Linked DNA regions of Urocitellus parryii: region 2 is linked to region 1. A link is a contact called in public Hi-C data. All regions are on one chromosome and are shown on one strand. The core of a region is the stretch at or near the end of the contact, and the rest is flanking DNA. Distances in the headings are between cores, read along the strand shown.

What was found. Hi-C and Micro-C count contacts between places; a contact is called where the count stands out from the background.
Region 2: a Hi-C map of muscle shows a contact between it and region 1, with 2.6 times the contacts expected there. The contact joins the promoter of LOC113198780 here to the promoter of Mrpl16 in region 1. A contact is called at or near these places in 2 of 2 Hi-C or Micro-C datasets (liver and muscle).

Annotation. Positions count from the first base shown.
Region 1 is chr4:13,332,012-13,338,875 of mUroPar1.hap1, forward strand. Mrpl16 (mitochondrial ribosomal protein L16) reads left to right here and starts at 2,557. Exons shown (of 4, transcript XM_026411659.2): 1 at 2,557-2,731; 2 at 3,041-3,106; 3 at 4,683-4,831; 4 at 5,984-6,743. The coding sequence starts at 2,677. The coding sequence ends at 6,469.
Region 2 is chr4:13,580,474-13,587,337 of mUroPar1.hap1, forward strand. LOC113198780 (olfactory receptor 4D9-like) reads right to left here and starts at 3,216. Exons shown (of 1, transcript XM_026411628.2): 1 at 2,281-3,216. The coding sequence starts at 3,216. The coding sequence ends at 2,281.

The DNA of each region.
Region 1 (6,864 bases), core at 1,307-3,806:
GCAATTAGAGGAAAAAGATAAAATCAAGTGTTAATATGCAAACAAAACTCCTCTAAGATTTCATCTCACTCCAGTCAGAATGGCAATTATCAAGAATACAAGCAACAGTAAATGTTGGTGAAGATGTGGGGGAAAAGCAAGGGTCAACTATTTTCTTGTATGTGGAAGTTAAGAGATAAATAACAAATTTTAAAAAGTAGGGGAGAGGGGAATCTCATGAAAATAGAGTGAGAACAGTGAAGTAAAGGAAATGGAACAGAGAGGGAAAGGGGAAGAATTGGACAGGGGAGGAACGGCAGAATGAAATAAACCAAATTATGTCATTTGCATTCATAAACATGTCACAATCAATTATACTTTTATGTATAACTGTAATGCACCAATTTAAAACATCGATTAAAAAGATAAAATCAAGTGTTAACATGCATAAGAGTCTATAAAAGACCTAACTCCAGCAGATTAACAATTTTGTAAAGTAAGGTTTTTACCCATTTTCCCCTTGTCTATCCTTTTTCTGATTATGTTTGAGCAATTTTTCATATATTGTTGTGTATGTTATGAATATCATTTTCTGCACTGTGAATGGGTTCCCCTTTTCACTTTTCTAATGGTTTCTTTTGATGAAGAAAAGGTCTTACTTTTAATATAAAAAATTACATCATGCTCCATAAATACATACCATTATTTTGTGTCAGTAAAATAAAATCTGTAATGCTTGCAGAGGTACAATTCTCTTAAGAGAACAGAATTCCTGGAAGACCTTACTGCAGAAAAAGAAATGGCCATACCTTAAAAAAAAAAAAAAAAAACTAAGTCATTTTGCAGACAAAATGAAAAGAAAATTGGAATATGCACAACCACACAGAAGATAATATATTTAACAAATAATAAGCAGTTTTTAACTGATAAGAAAAAATATAAACAGTATGAGTAAAATATAGAAAAAACATACAAGCAAGAAAATTGCAAATGCAAAAACTACAATGGGGATGTACTTTAGACACAGTGTACTTACCTAGTATGCTCAAAGATGGTGGGTTTAATCCCTAGTATTGCAAAACAAAAGGTGTGTGTGGGAGGGTAAAATCAAAGACATGAGAAAAAGCTTGATATTAGTCATGTCTAAAAAGGAAAACTAATCTATAACCAATTTGTAAATTAAAGTAAATGGGACTTAGAAAATGCTAGTGAAAATCAACTTCAGTATACTACTTTTAGCCAACCATCTCTGTGAGGCTGGTTTTTGTTGCTGTGTCTTGCCATTTTCTCATTACTCCACAACTTAAAATTAAACTTTAAAATTGTTTTTTTTTTTTTACTTTTAGTCAAGGAAAACTTTCTCATATCAGTACCTAAAATGTCCAAAAGTGTAATATTCTTAACTATGAATTCCATTCAAAGGCAGAGCTCCTACCCTCTCCCAGCTCAATCCTGCTTTAGGTAGAGAGTAGTGAAAACAAAATGGGCAAGGGGTGTCTATTTCCCCCACTTAATGCTTTTATCAGTCAAGGAAGATCTTGTCTGCCCCTGATCTCTCGCCATTTGTGACTTCCGAGGAATGGCATCTGTTGTGGGCTGAATTGTGTCCCCCAAAAATGTGCTCAAGTCCTAAACCCCAATCCATCATCGGAATGTGATCTTATTTGGAGATAGGGTCTTTACAGAAGTAATCAAGTTAAAATGGGGTCATGAGGTGGATGTAATAAAGTCTGTTAACTCTTTGGAAACAGATTCAGCGTGCAGGTCCATCAAACTGTGAATAGAGTCCTCTCAATACTTCCACAGGCACGACGAGTCTTATCTGCTGCTACTTGTGACATTAATTTTCAGGGGAAGGCGACATGCAGATTTATTATGATTTAAGCACAACAGACATCAGTCTCCATTTGCTAATCCCATTTGTGTCCTAGGAGCTTGGATAAGGAACTTCTCTCATTCCAATTATTAGAAAGCTTCCGGCTCGTAAAAATAATTGACCCAACACTCTCCCAGAAGGGTGACACGTTATTTCACCGTAACTTGACTAACTTAAGCTACTGTCCTTTCCCTGGGATCGCTGGGCTCACAGATCCTGACTTTGCTTTTTTTCCGTGGTGAGACCCCGAGAAAGGCAAATCCTTTGACTCTAGGGATGGAATGGGCAAAGCAAGGATGACTTACTCGTCTCGGGGAATTGTTGGGAGGACTAATACAACAGGATGTCCTCGTCTGACACATGGCAAGTCTCTAAAACGGTAAACCAAAGACCGGTCCCTGGTATCTTCCTAAGGTGGTTCCCCAGGGTTCCCCTCGAGAAGGGGCGTAACGCAGTAAGGAGCTGACTGCTAAGCGAACCCCAGGATTGAACGGTGAGGTACTCAAAGGAGAACACTCAGAGCCCTTCCGCCTTCGGAAAAGACGCGGGATTGGGTAGAAGCCGCCACAAAGCCAAGAAAACGCGCGCAAGTGGCTGGACGGGACTCATGTTGACCCGCAGACAGCAGCGCCGGAACGAAGCTCCCGGGATCGGGTTTCTTCCCTTCCGGCGGGACTCTGTGCAGAGTGGACCTGCGTGAACACAACTTCCGGCAGGGCTAAGCAGTATCCTCAGCACATTAACTTGGCGCTGAGGCGCCGCTCCGGACCCGGGAGAACGAAACTCTGGTGGTAGCGGAGGGAACCTGGCTGCCCGCGACCATGTGGAGGCTGCTGTCTCGCGCCAGTGCGCCGCTCCTGCGGGTGTCCGTGTCAGGTCAGAAGTCCCTTTGGGTCCTAAAGAAGACTTCCCCCTTCTCCCCCCCCCCCCCCCCGCGCCCTCCAGTGTTGCCTCTTCCAAATCCAAAAAACGGTGCTAGCTGCAGCTGGTTGGGAGCTGCCCTTTCCCGCCGCCACCTCCGCTCTAGGGTTCCGTTCCAAAGGGGCACAGCCATGTGGCGGGGTGGCTCCAGGCTGACTTCTTCAGGGAAGCCTGAGCGCCCATTTAACGGAACCCTCTAGGCGCTGTCAAAAGTACCTTTAGCTCAGCCTTTGTCGCCTGGTTCAACTTTATTTGTCTTTGTAGATCCTAGGGCAGCCCTGCCCGCCAGTGCTGGCCTAAAGACTCTGCTTCCGGTGCCATCCTTTGAAGGTGAGAGTTTGTCTATCACTTTCCTCTTGGTCTTTTCTCTGATGGAACCCAGTAGAAAGTAGAAGACATTGGGTGTCCTTGTGCCATCTGTCCCCATTCACTCATTCAGTAAATAATGCGTTGAAGGCATACTATATTGTCGGTGTTCTAAACACCAGAGGTAAATAACGAGGGGCCATAAAAGTTCCCTGCTCTTAATGGAGCAAAAAGCCAGTGGGTGGTTCCCCTATAGCCTATTCTTGGTAAGTGGCCCATGGTCCAATCAGCCAAAACTAATTGGCCTCAAATTTGGACTTTTGATGTTCTCTCCAAAGGTGATTGCATGTATGCAATCATTTAACAATATTATGTAAAGTGCTAATGTATTAAATATAAAAGTTTACAATAAGCCTCAGTTTTGTAAACTAATTTGCCATTCTTTTTTTAATATACTGGAAATCTCAGAACAATTAAAAGCATGTGGCTATCTGAAGGTCTTCAACGTGTAATTGTTAAATCACTTTATGTTCTGGGAAGTACATACTGACTTACAGTCAAAAGCATTACCAAGTTCATTTCTAGCTGCATGAGAAAGCTGGGAGGCAGCTTTTATAACCTGGAATAGTAATAATTTTATAATTCCACTGATAATTATATCAAATATCATTCTTTGAGGTCTCCTCTGTTTTATGATTCCATCATGGAGCCATACTTGTTTTACTACCGAGATTTTTTTTTACATAAATGACAAGATGTTTGATTCCCTACCCCTCAAATTGCCAAGGAAAGAAGATAAAGAAGTCAAGTGTCTGGTCTGAGGTTATGCCCACCCAACCTCACCCAGTACACTGGGGCACAGATTAGGAATTGTGCAGGTCTCAGCATAACAGCCTCTACATATATCAAAGACAGTACATTGATTGATAAGATTCTTAAGTTGTAAGTTTTCCAACAAAAACGTGGCAGAAATGAAGAACTTAGTTATTTTTATATGCAATAAAATATGCTTTTATCCTAACATCCAGAGATGCAGTAAACTATTTTTTAAAAAAGAATCATATTATCTGGCTTTGCTGTTTTAATTGGATAGTCTAGACCAAATTACAAAACATCTCCAGGCCTAAGGTTCTTCATCTATAGAGATTAAAAACACTTTCTACCTTAAATTATGTTTCTTGACCTGGGTGATAGTGATGTATTTGTCTCATGCATTCACTTTCAGATAGTTAACTGACCTTTATGTGTGTTAAATGTTTAAAAAAAAAATACCAAGGCTATGAAAGTGTTGTGAAGATTAAGAGAAATAATGATTTCCAAACAGTTCCTTTAATAGGTGTTAACCCCCGAGTGGGGTTAAAAAATGCACATTAGCTTCAAGGTTAAAACTTTGCTATCTTCAAAGACTTAGAAGCAATTGCATTAACCATTGTCAATAGCTGGAAGAATGCAGTTTTACTAAATGCATTCACAAGAAAAATGTAATATTTCTTTGGAATTATTATCCAAAGGTAACTCCTTAAGAGTTACCATTTACTGTTATAACTCTTTCGAGAGATATGTAGCTTTACTTACTCTTGGTTGTCTGTGTTCCTTTTAGATATTTCCATCCCTGAAAAGCCCAAGCTTAAATTTGTTGAAAGGGTACCACTTGTGCCAAAAGTAAGAAGAGAACCTAAAAATTTGAGTGACATACGGGGACCTTCAACTGAAGCTACTGAGTTCACAGAAGGCAATTTTGCAATTTTGGTGAGTGAAGGAAGCTACAGATTAAAAACAAAAAAATTTTCAAAGTCTTCAATTCTAGTCTCTTCCTCCAGTCTGTATTAGAAGTGCCTCACAGGGATGCCACATACTAGCTGCCCTTTAAACAGATGTATAGAGGCTACTAGGTACCCTGTATACATATATCTTTTTAAATGTAGAATGAAAATACGGTGGTTCTCCCTTATCTATGAAGGATACATTCCTAGTATCCCACTGGATGCTTGAGGCTATGGATGGTGCTGAACCCTATGTACAAGCATTGTGATACCATGACAGTGCATCTAATAACCTAGATGGCTACTGAGTGACTAATAGATGGCCTAAATAGCACAGTTACATACTGGACAAAAGATAATTCATGTCCAGGTGGAATGGAGTGGAAGAGGATATCTTGCTGCTCAAAACAAAATGCAATTTAAAAACTCATGAATTGTTTACTTCATATTTTTTTAATTTAATATTTTCAGACTGTGGTTGACTGTAGATAACTGAAACCACAGAAAGAGAAACTATGAAGGAGTTGGGGGAACTACCATAATATAAAAGCAGAAGAGAGACTAATTTGCCCAGCCAGACCATGAGATCTCTTCAGACTCTCAGTAAAAATAAAACTATCCACAACTTCAGCTATGAGGCAGCTGTTCCTTTATTTGTTGAGTAACTTCCATAAAAACTAATTGAGTAGCTATACAAACAGGTGCACTGAGCTTTATGTTTCATCCAGCAGGGAGACATTTCAAAGTTCATCAGCCTGCATGAATAGCCCCTGCTGACCTCTTAGAACCTCATGCCCACTTCTCCAGCCACTCTGGCTTTTACTCCCATTCAGCAAGCTCTTTACATAAACTGTTCCTCTACCTGGAACTCATTCTCTTGCCTTAACTAGTTTTTATTATTTTGTCCTCAGCTTTAAATGTCACTTCTTCAGAGGCCTACCCTGGCTCACCACTGGAATGGGTCTACCATACTCTTTTATTACCATATGCTAGGCTTTTCTTCCATGGTACTTCTTAGTAAGAACTTACATTTTCATATGTATCTTTGAGGCATGGTTTCTAAAAAAGGGAGACATAATAAAACCCACTAAAGACATCTAAGTTCCCATGTGTTTCTAATTCTCTCATTTACTTTTAGGCATTGGGAGGTGGTTATCTCCATTGGGGCCATTTTGAAATGATGCGCCTGACAATCAACCGCTCTATGGACCCCAAGAATATGTTTGCCATATGGCGAGTACCAGCCCCTTTCAAGCCCATTACGCGCAAAGGAATTGGACAGCGCATGGGGGGAGGCAAAGGTGCCATTGATCATTATGTGACACCTGTGAAGGCTGGCCGCCTCATAGTCGAGATGGGTGGGCGATGTGAATTCAGAGAGGTACAGCACTTCCTGAACCAGGTTGCCCACAAGTTGCCCTTCCCAGCAAAGTCTGTGAGTCGTGAGACCCTAGAGAAGATGCGGAAAGATCAAGAAGAAAGAGAACGCAACAACCAAAACCCCTGGACCTTTGAGCGTATAGCCACTGCCAACATGCTTGGGATACGGAAAGTACTGAGCCCATATGACTTGACCCAGAAGGGACGATACTGGGGCAAATTCTACATGCCCGAACGGGTGTAGTGAGGGCACAAGGAATGCATGCACGTGAGCTGCTGAGAGGGGGATCTGCACTTTTCTTCTCTACAGCCTGACCATTAAAGACTCCAGGTATGTCTTAGGTTATATCTAAGAAGCAGTGTGTTATCTGTTTTTTTAAATTAGAGTGTAACCTGAGGGTATAACTTCTCATTGGTCACCTTTAATCCCTTAAGAAATTAAGAATGATTATTAAAAACAAAGTTCTTGGTTCTCGTGGATTGTGAAATAAATGTCTTCATCACTCATGAAAGTCTGACTTAAAATGTCCGCCCTTGCCTTTCATGTGTACACACTTCAGGAACTAGTTTCCATGACATTTACTAGTTAGAGATACAAATGTTTTTGGAGTAGTAACAAAGAAAATAATGACACTTAAT
Region 2 (6,864 bases), core at 1,966-4,465, 250 kb after region 1:
AACATACACACATACTATATATATAGTATGTGTTTATATAATATATATATTTGTACTTACATGACATAAACATCTTTTGTTACTTCTCAATTTGTTTTTTTTTCCTCTGGAAAGTGAAGTCTGAATGTAGAATAAACTTAGCAAAAAGTATAAAGAAGGAAGCTTAATTTTTATGAAAAGTATGATTTTTAAAAATAAAATGATTTATAAGAAAGAAAGTACCTACTATTGTGATAGACAAAGGCACATCCTGGGCATGGCAGAATGTGATTCTGTACTCTGGTTCAAAGAGAAGTTTGATGTGTTCTTGGAGTTTTTGTTCATGGGCAAGTGGATACAAAATTCAAGGACAGAGTCAGAAATAGGGTGAACAATTTTAGCTCTAGACAGGAATTGGCAGCCGCTGGAAAGCAGCAAACACAGATTAAAAAAAAAAATCCTTTGGGCTGAAGTTGTGGCTCATTGGTAGAGTGCTTCCCTAGCACGTGCAAGGCCCTGGGTTCAATTCTCAGCACCACATAAAAATAAATAAGTAAAATAAAGGTATTGTGTCCAACTACAAATAAAAAATTAAAAAAAATATTAAAAAAGTCTTTCAACTTTAGTAAATCATCCACATGTCCAGGATCAAATATAAGAAAATGTGGATTTTGTTGATAGTGCCTGCCTGGCTTTGCCTAGGCCACCTTGCTGAAGTGATCTGTTTTTCTGTGCTTGGGTCCCTCAGGCTACTTTTGACATCCTGGGCTTGGATTGATCCCCTTTGGGTCCCTCCACTGAAGCATTCCTGTGCTACTTCTCCTCTACTCTGGAAGGATACCTGGGCCTTCCATAAGTCCACCTAAAATGAATCGTCCCATAAGATCACCAGAACCAATCCCCCGAGAGGTCCTGCTGAGAGTGGATTTAGAGACACGTCCCCTCCCGTGCCCTGCTGTGACCACCAACACTATAATTGGAAGCTGAGGTTGCTGTGACCTGGAGCTGTATATACTTTTTAAAAGTTGTGGCACGTTCTCTGTGAACCATGTTTAATGTTTGAAATACCCCAAGAACAGAAATTTGAGGTCAGAATGAGAGAGAAACAGTAAGCAGTGACACAGATGGTTGGGAAGGGCTTTGTTTGAGAGCAGGTTCCCTTTGCCTGAGTTTCCTCCTAGATCACACCATACAAACCTTTCTTTACTTCCCTTCCATTATACTAGACACCTGGCAGATTAAACTGAGTTGTGGCAGGCCAATCAACATATCCAGTCCAAATTTTAATTCATTTCCAATTTCCACCTAACAAATAGGTTCCTCGGACAATGACTAGGATCAAATGATATTTCTTCCTTCTATTAAAGAGGTGGTGCTAAAGAGAATCCTATAAAGAATGAGGAGAATGGGCAGATTGGTCATCTTTAGCCGATCAGTCCCTGAATGATGGAAAGTAGATTTTCTTCTTAAGGTTTTGTTTCTTGGGCATGTGCGAGCCAGGCATGTTCTAGAGATGCAGGTGGGGTAGGATTCCTTTCTTCCTGGAGGTCTGATCAGGAATGAATGACTCTAAAATGACATTGAAATTCTCACAGGAATCCCAAGTCTTACAATATGTCCTCTTTTGTGAAGCAAGGACCAACAAGTGCCTCTCAGGATACTACCACAGAGGAGACATTTTTATAGGCGAGGTAGTTTCAGATTCTGACAAATCCTGTCTGAGGCAGCAGGAACACTCAGTTGAGAGTTGAGAGTCTTGCCTCTCCTATTCATTAACTAGGAAATCTTTGATAGAACATGAAACTTCCCTCATCTTATACAAAGGAAATTCAGAGGCTTCCTTAGAAAAATTGAAACCAAAGTCTCCAAGGTTAGTGATGGAAAACCAACTTCTACCTAAGGAGAAGTAGGTGAGTGTTATAGACTTTACTTCTGTCCCTGGAAGTCATTTTACTAATTATCTCCTAGGCAACCCACGAGGCTACCACAACTCCAAAGTCAAGAGATGATTTCTGTTTAGACTCTATTCCCTCACCTGGAAGACGAGGTGTTTGGATGGTGTAAGCATCTGAGTTCCTTTAAGAGCTGACAGTTTATAGATGTGAAGCTCTAATTTGCCATCAGTCTCACCCAGAGAAAAACTTACAGAGGTGATTGTCTCAGGGAAGACTTAGTAGAGGACTCCGCTGTAGAGCAAGGATAAGATTCGGTCTCAAGATGGTATATTGAAGGGAACTTTCTATTGTGTCATAAGGAAATATTTTTTTCAGTTCTTATTTTCCAATCTGGAATTCATAGCATCTATTGCTTTTCGGAAGGCCCAAGTCTTTTCTTCAGTCTCCTCATGGCTGACTTCATCTCCTGGTTCCTCAGGGTGTAGATCATGGGGTTCAGGACAGGGATGACGACAGTGAAGGTGATGGAGACAGCTCTGTCCATGGGGAGGGCGGTGAAGGGTCGGGCGTAGACGTAGATGCAGGGCACAAAATGCAGGGTCACCACAGTGATGTGGGAGGTGCAGGTGGAGATGGCTTTCCTCTTGCCCTCTCCAGTGTGTGACCTCAGCATGGTCAGGATGACTGTGTAGGACACAAGGAGAAGGACAAACCACAGGGTGGAGATCAAGCCGTTGTTGGAAATCATTAAGACCTCCAGAGCGAACGTGTCAGTGCAGGCGAGTTTGAGGACCTGGGGGACATCACAGTAGAAGCCATCAACAACATTGGGTCCACAGAAGGGCAGCGGGAGCAAGAGGGAGATCTGCACGATGGAGTGGACGAAGCCCCCCACCCAGGAGGCCACGATGAGGGCCGTGCATCTCCCCTGACTCATGATGGTCACGTAGTGCAGGGGCTTGGAGATGGCCATGTAGCGGTCAAACGCCATGACAGAGAGGGAGAAAATGTCTGCCCCACCCAGGAGGTGGAAGAAGAACATCTGGGTGATGCACCCATTGAAGGAGATGGCCTTTCTCCTTGACAGAAGGTCCACCAAGACCTTAGGAGCCGTGATGGAGGAGAAGCAGATGTCCAAGACAGAGAGATTGCGGAGCAGGAAGTACATGGGGGTGTGAAGGCGGGACTCCCAGGTCACAGTGACCATGATGAGGAGGTTCCCCATCACAGTTGCTGTGTACACACAAAACAAGAAAATAAATAAGAGCAAGCTCAGCTCTCGGGATTGGGTCAATCCTTGAAGAATAAATTCTTTCACCCTGGTGTAATTTCCCTGCTCCATTGGATCATGTTTCTTCTACTTCTTCAACCACCTGGGGAGAAAATACTCTTGTTATAGAAGGTACATCACTGAAAACAGAGAGAAGTCAAGTCTGTGTGCTTGGGATGTTACTTTTTTAGGGCCATTTTCTACGTGGGCAAGGATGCCTAAGGTAAGCTGTCCTTGGTAGATAATTGGTGTTTTAGTCAGCTTTTTTTGCTACTGTGACTAAAGGACTGGGCCAGAACAACTGTAGAAGAGGAAAAATATGTAGGGGCTCACAATTTCAGAGCTGTCCATCCATAGATAACAAGCTCTATCCCTCAGGGCTCAAGGTGAGGCATCCTGGTGGAAGAGTGTGGCAGAGGGAAGCAGCTCACATGGTGATTAGGAAGGAGAGAGGGAGAGAGAGAGAGAGAGAGAGAGAGAGAGAGAGAGAGAGAGAGAGAGAGAGAGAGACTCTCCCCTAGCCAGGTACAAAGTATATACCCATAGCCATGCCCCTAATGAACCACTTTCCCCAGCCACGCCCACCTGTGTCCAGGTACCACTCAGTTGATCCCATCAGGGATTAATTTACTGATTAGGTTAAGAGCTATAACCCAACCATTTCTCTTCCAAACTGTCTTTCATTGTCTCACATGTGAGCTTTTGGGGGACTTCACATCCAAACCATTGGTGTTTCTTCAGTTCTCTCAGAGTGGAATAAAGAGTGGATTTCTAATGATGTCCGTTGATTGACAGTCATCTATTGGTATGTTCATAAAATTCTACTTAACAAATTTCATGGTTGGAAAATTTTATAGAGTCTATAGTCCTCTTGAAAAAAATTTAGTGAATTCTCTGAGAAGTAAAGATGCTAGTTTAAATTTATTTAACCCAAGTTCACCGCAGACCACTCTCTCCCTCTTATTTACATTGATCAAATCTAATCTTCCAAATGACATTATTTGAGTCATACTGACTAAAATGCACTATTATAGATTTCCTGCAAAATACAATTCTTTGAAATAATCGCCGATATGGTCAAATCTGGCATTTAAAAGATATGTGGTTCTAAACCATGGAATATCATTCACTGGTAAAAAGAAAAAAGCTCTCAAGGCCTGGGTGGGCCTGGAGGAAACTTAAATGCTATTGCTCAGTGAAAGGAGCCAATCTGAAAAGGTACAAGCTGTATGATTCCAAGTATGTGACATGCTCAGAAAAACACAAAACTGTAGGGACAATAAAGTGGTAAGTGCTCACCAGGGGCTGGGATAGGAAGGGTGAATAGGTGGAGCATAGGAGGTTTTTAGGGTAGAGAAACTGCCCTGTTTGATGCTCTAATAAGCTGCCTATGATACTGTAATCGATGCTACCACTATCCTGGATGATACTATAATCATGGATATATGACATTACACATTTGTCAAAACCTGTTGAAGTGTACAACAGAGTGATCCCTAATGTAAGTTATGGACTTTAGTTAATAATAACACTCCAATATTGGTTCATCAATTGTTAACTAATGTACTACACTAATGAAAGATTTTATTAATGATTAGGGAAACTGGTGGTGGTGAAGAGAGCGGGTATATGGGAACTCTCTGCACTTACTGTTCAGTTTTTCTGTGAACCTAAAACTGCTCTAAGAAGTAAAATCTATTATTTTTATTTTTTTAAAGAACAGATGTGCCAAAGGATAAAAAGGTCTAAAACATAATGCAAAGGTACACACTTTTTAAACTTTTATTACCAAACTTTACTTCCTCCAAATCCCAATTCAACTCTTTCCCTTGCTTTGCACCCTGTTTCAAAGAGTGTGAAATAAGTTTAAAATAAGTACAACGCTTTGGGTTGTTGATACACATCTGGATATAGTGGTTTTGTTAATTGCTCAAAGTGAAATTGCCTGTTGTAGCTTTCTTTTTGCTTTTTAAAATCAGCTTTGCTGAGGTGTAATTTACCTACAATAAACTTCACACATTTAAAGGATAGAATTTGATGGGTTTTAACATCAAGATACATAATATATGTGTGTGTGTGTGTATTTATATATACGTGCATACATTATCTATCTATCTATCTATCTATCTATCTATCTATCTATCTATCATCTCTCTAATCTCGGAGAAACCACCATAATTAGGATAATGAATACTTTCATCACCCCACAACATTTCCTCATGCTCCTGAGAACTGCAGAACTGTCAGACCAAAGCAATTGTACTAGACCAAAATCTAGCATGGTATGTTAGTCAGCTTTCATTGCTGTGACAAAATCCTGGGTCTACACAACTCAAAAAGAGGAAACACTTATTCTGGCTGGTTTCAGAGGTTTTAGTCTGTGGTGGTTGGGCCTGTGGCCTTGTGCCTGTGGCAGCACGGGGACATTACCTCAAGGTGGTAGCATGGGGCAGAGGCCACTGCTCACCTCATGGCAGCCAGGGGGCAAAAAGAGAGAGGAAAGGGCTGGGGTCCCCACATCCCCCTCCAGGACATGCCCCCAGGACCTGCCTCCTTCTGCTCTGCTCCTCCTCCTAAGTGTTCCACCACCTCCCTACTGTGCCACAGGCTGGTGACCAAGCCTGCAGTCCTTGGGCCTCTGGGGCACATTTAAGACCCAATCGTGACACATGGCTTCCAGCTGTGTAAGGTCATAAGGCCGTGTCCCTGGGATGGCCCCAGATCCTCATTAAAATGCCTGCCCAAGAAGGCCAACGCGGCCAGGAGAATTTACTGTGTCTTCTCCTGAAAAGCCTGACCGTGGGCCCTGGCCTCCCTTTCTTAAAGCATTTACTAAAAAGAGCTCGCAGTTGTGCATAAGTGTCTCTGAAAGCCTCAGAAATTTCTTTCTCCTGGACCTGCGAGCCATTTCTTGGTCTTTTGTTAGGAAGGCCGGATCCTCTGCCTCTGTCTCTGCAGGGCCTCTGCAGGAGGGCCTAATCCTGGCTTTGAGAACCGCTGCCCCAGACCTGCCTGCCTAATCGCATTTGCGCTCACCAGGCCTCTGTAATTTTTTTTACCTCCTGACTCTGACCTGCTATTCTCCCTGGCCTTCTTTTGTCCCTTCGAATGCCCACATCGCTGCTTCACAATGACAACAGGGCTCGGCTGCTTCCCCTTCCGTTGAGTCACTGAGTCAAGTCTGTTTCACGGTTCTAAGGACATGCCTTTGTACCCTCCCCTGCCCACACAGAGGCCAGCCCTGGTCCTGCTCTTCACCACGGAGCTCTCTGGGCCCTCCAGGACTTTTCCTCCTATTTTCTTTCCAGAATAGAACTTGTGGTGAGCTCACTTTCCTCCTAAATTCTTTCCTTTGACGTTTAAGCCACACAAAGCTAATTCTGCAGTCTTACTTCCATCTGTTAATTAATCCAGCAATAACTCAGAGGATTTAATTGCTGGCAAATGTTTTAAAAAAGTGGCTATGTAGTTTCTTCAGAGTAAATATTTTGAAAAATAATAATAATAAAAAAAAAGAAAATCAGAACCCATGCAGTTTTTCAGATAATGCATAAAGGGCTCTTTTATTGTTTGTATTTGAACTATGAAAGGTAGAGAGACCCTAATTTGGGAGACTTGAGCTTTGATGCCAACCTCAGACATTGATGGAGAAATAGTACACTTTTATTTATTTATTACAGGGGATTGAACTAACTAGGGACGCTTAACCTCTGAGACACA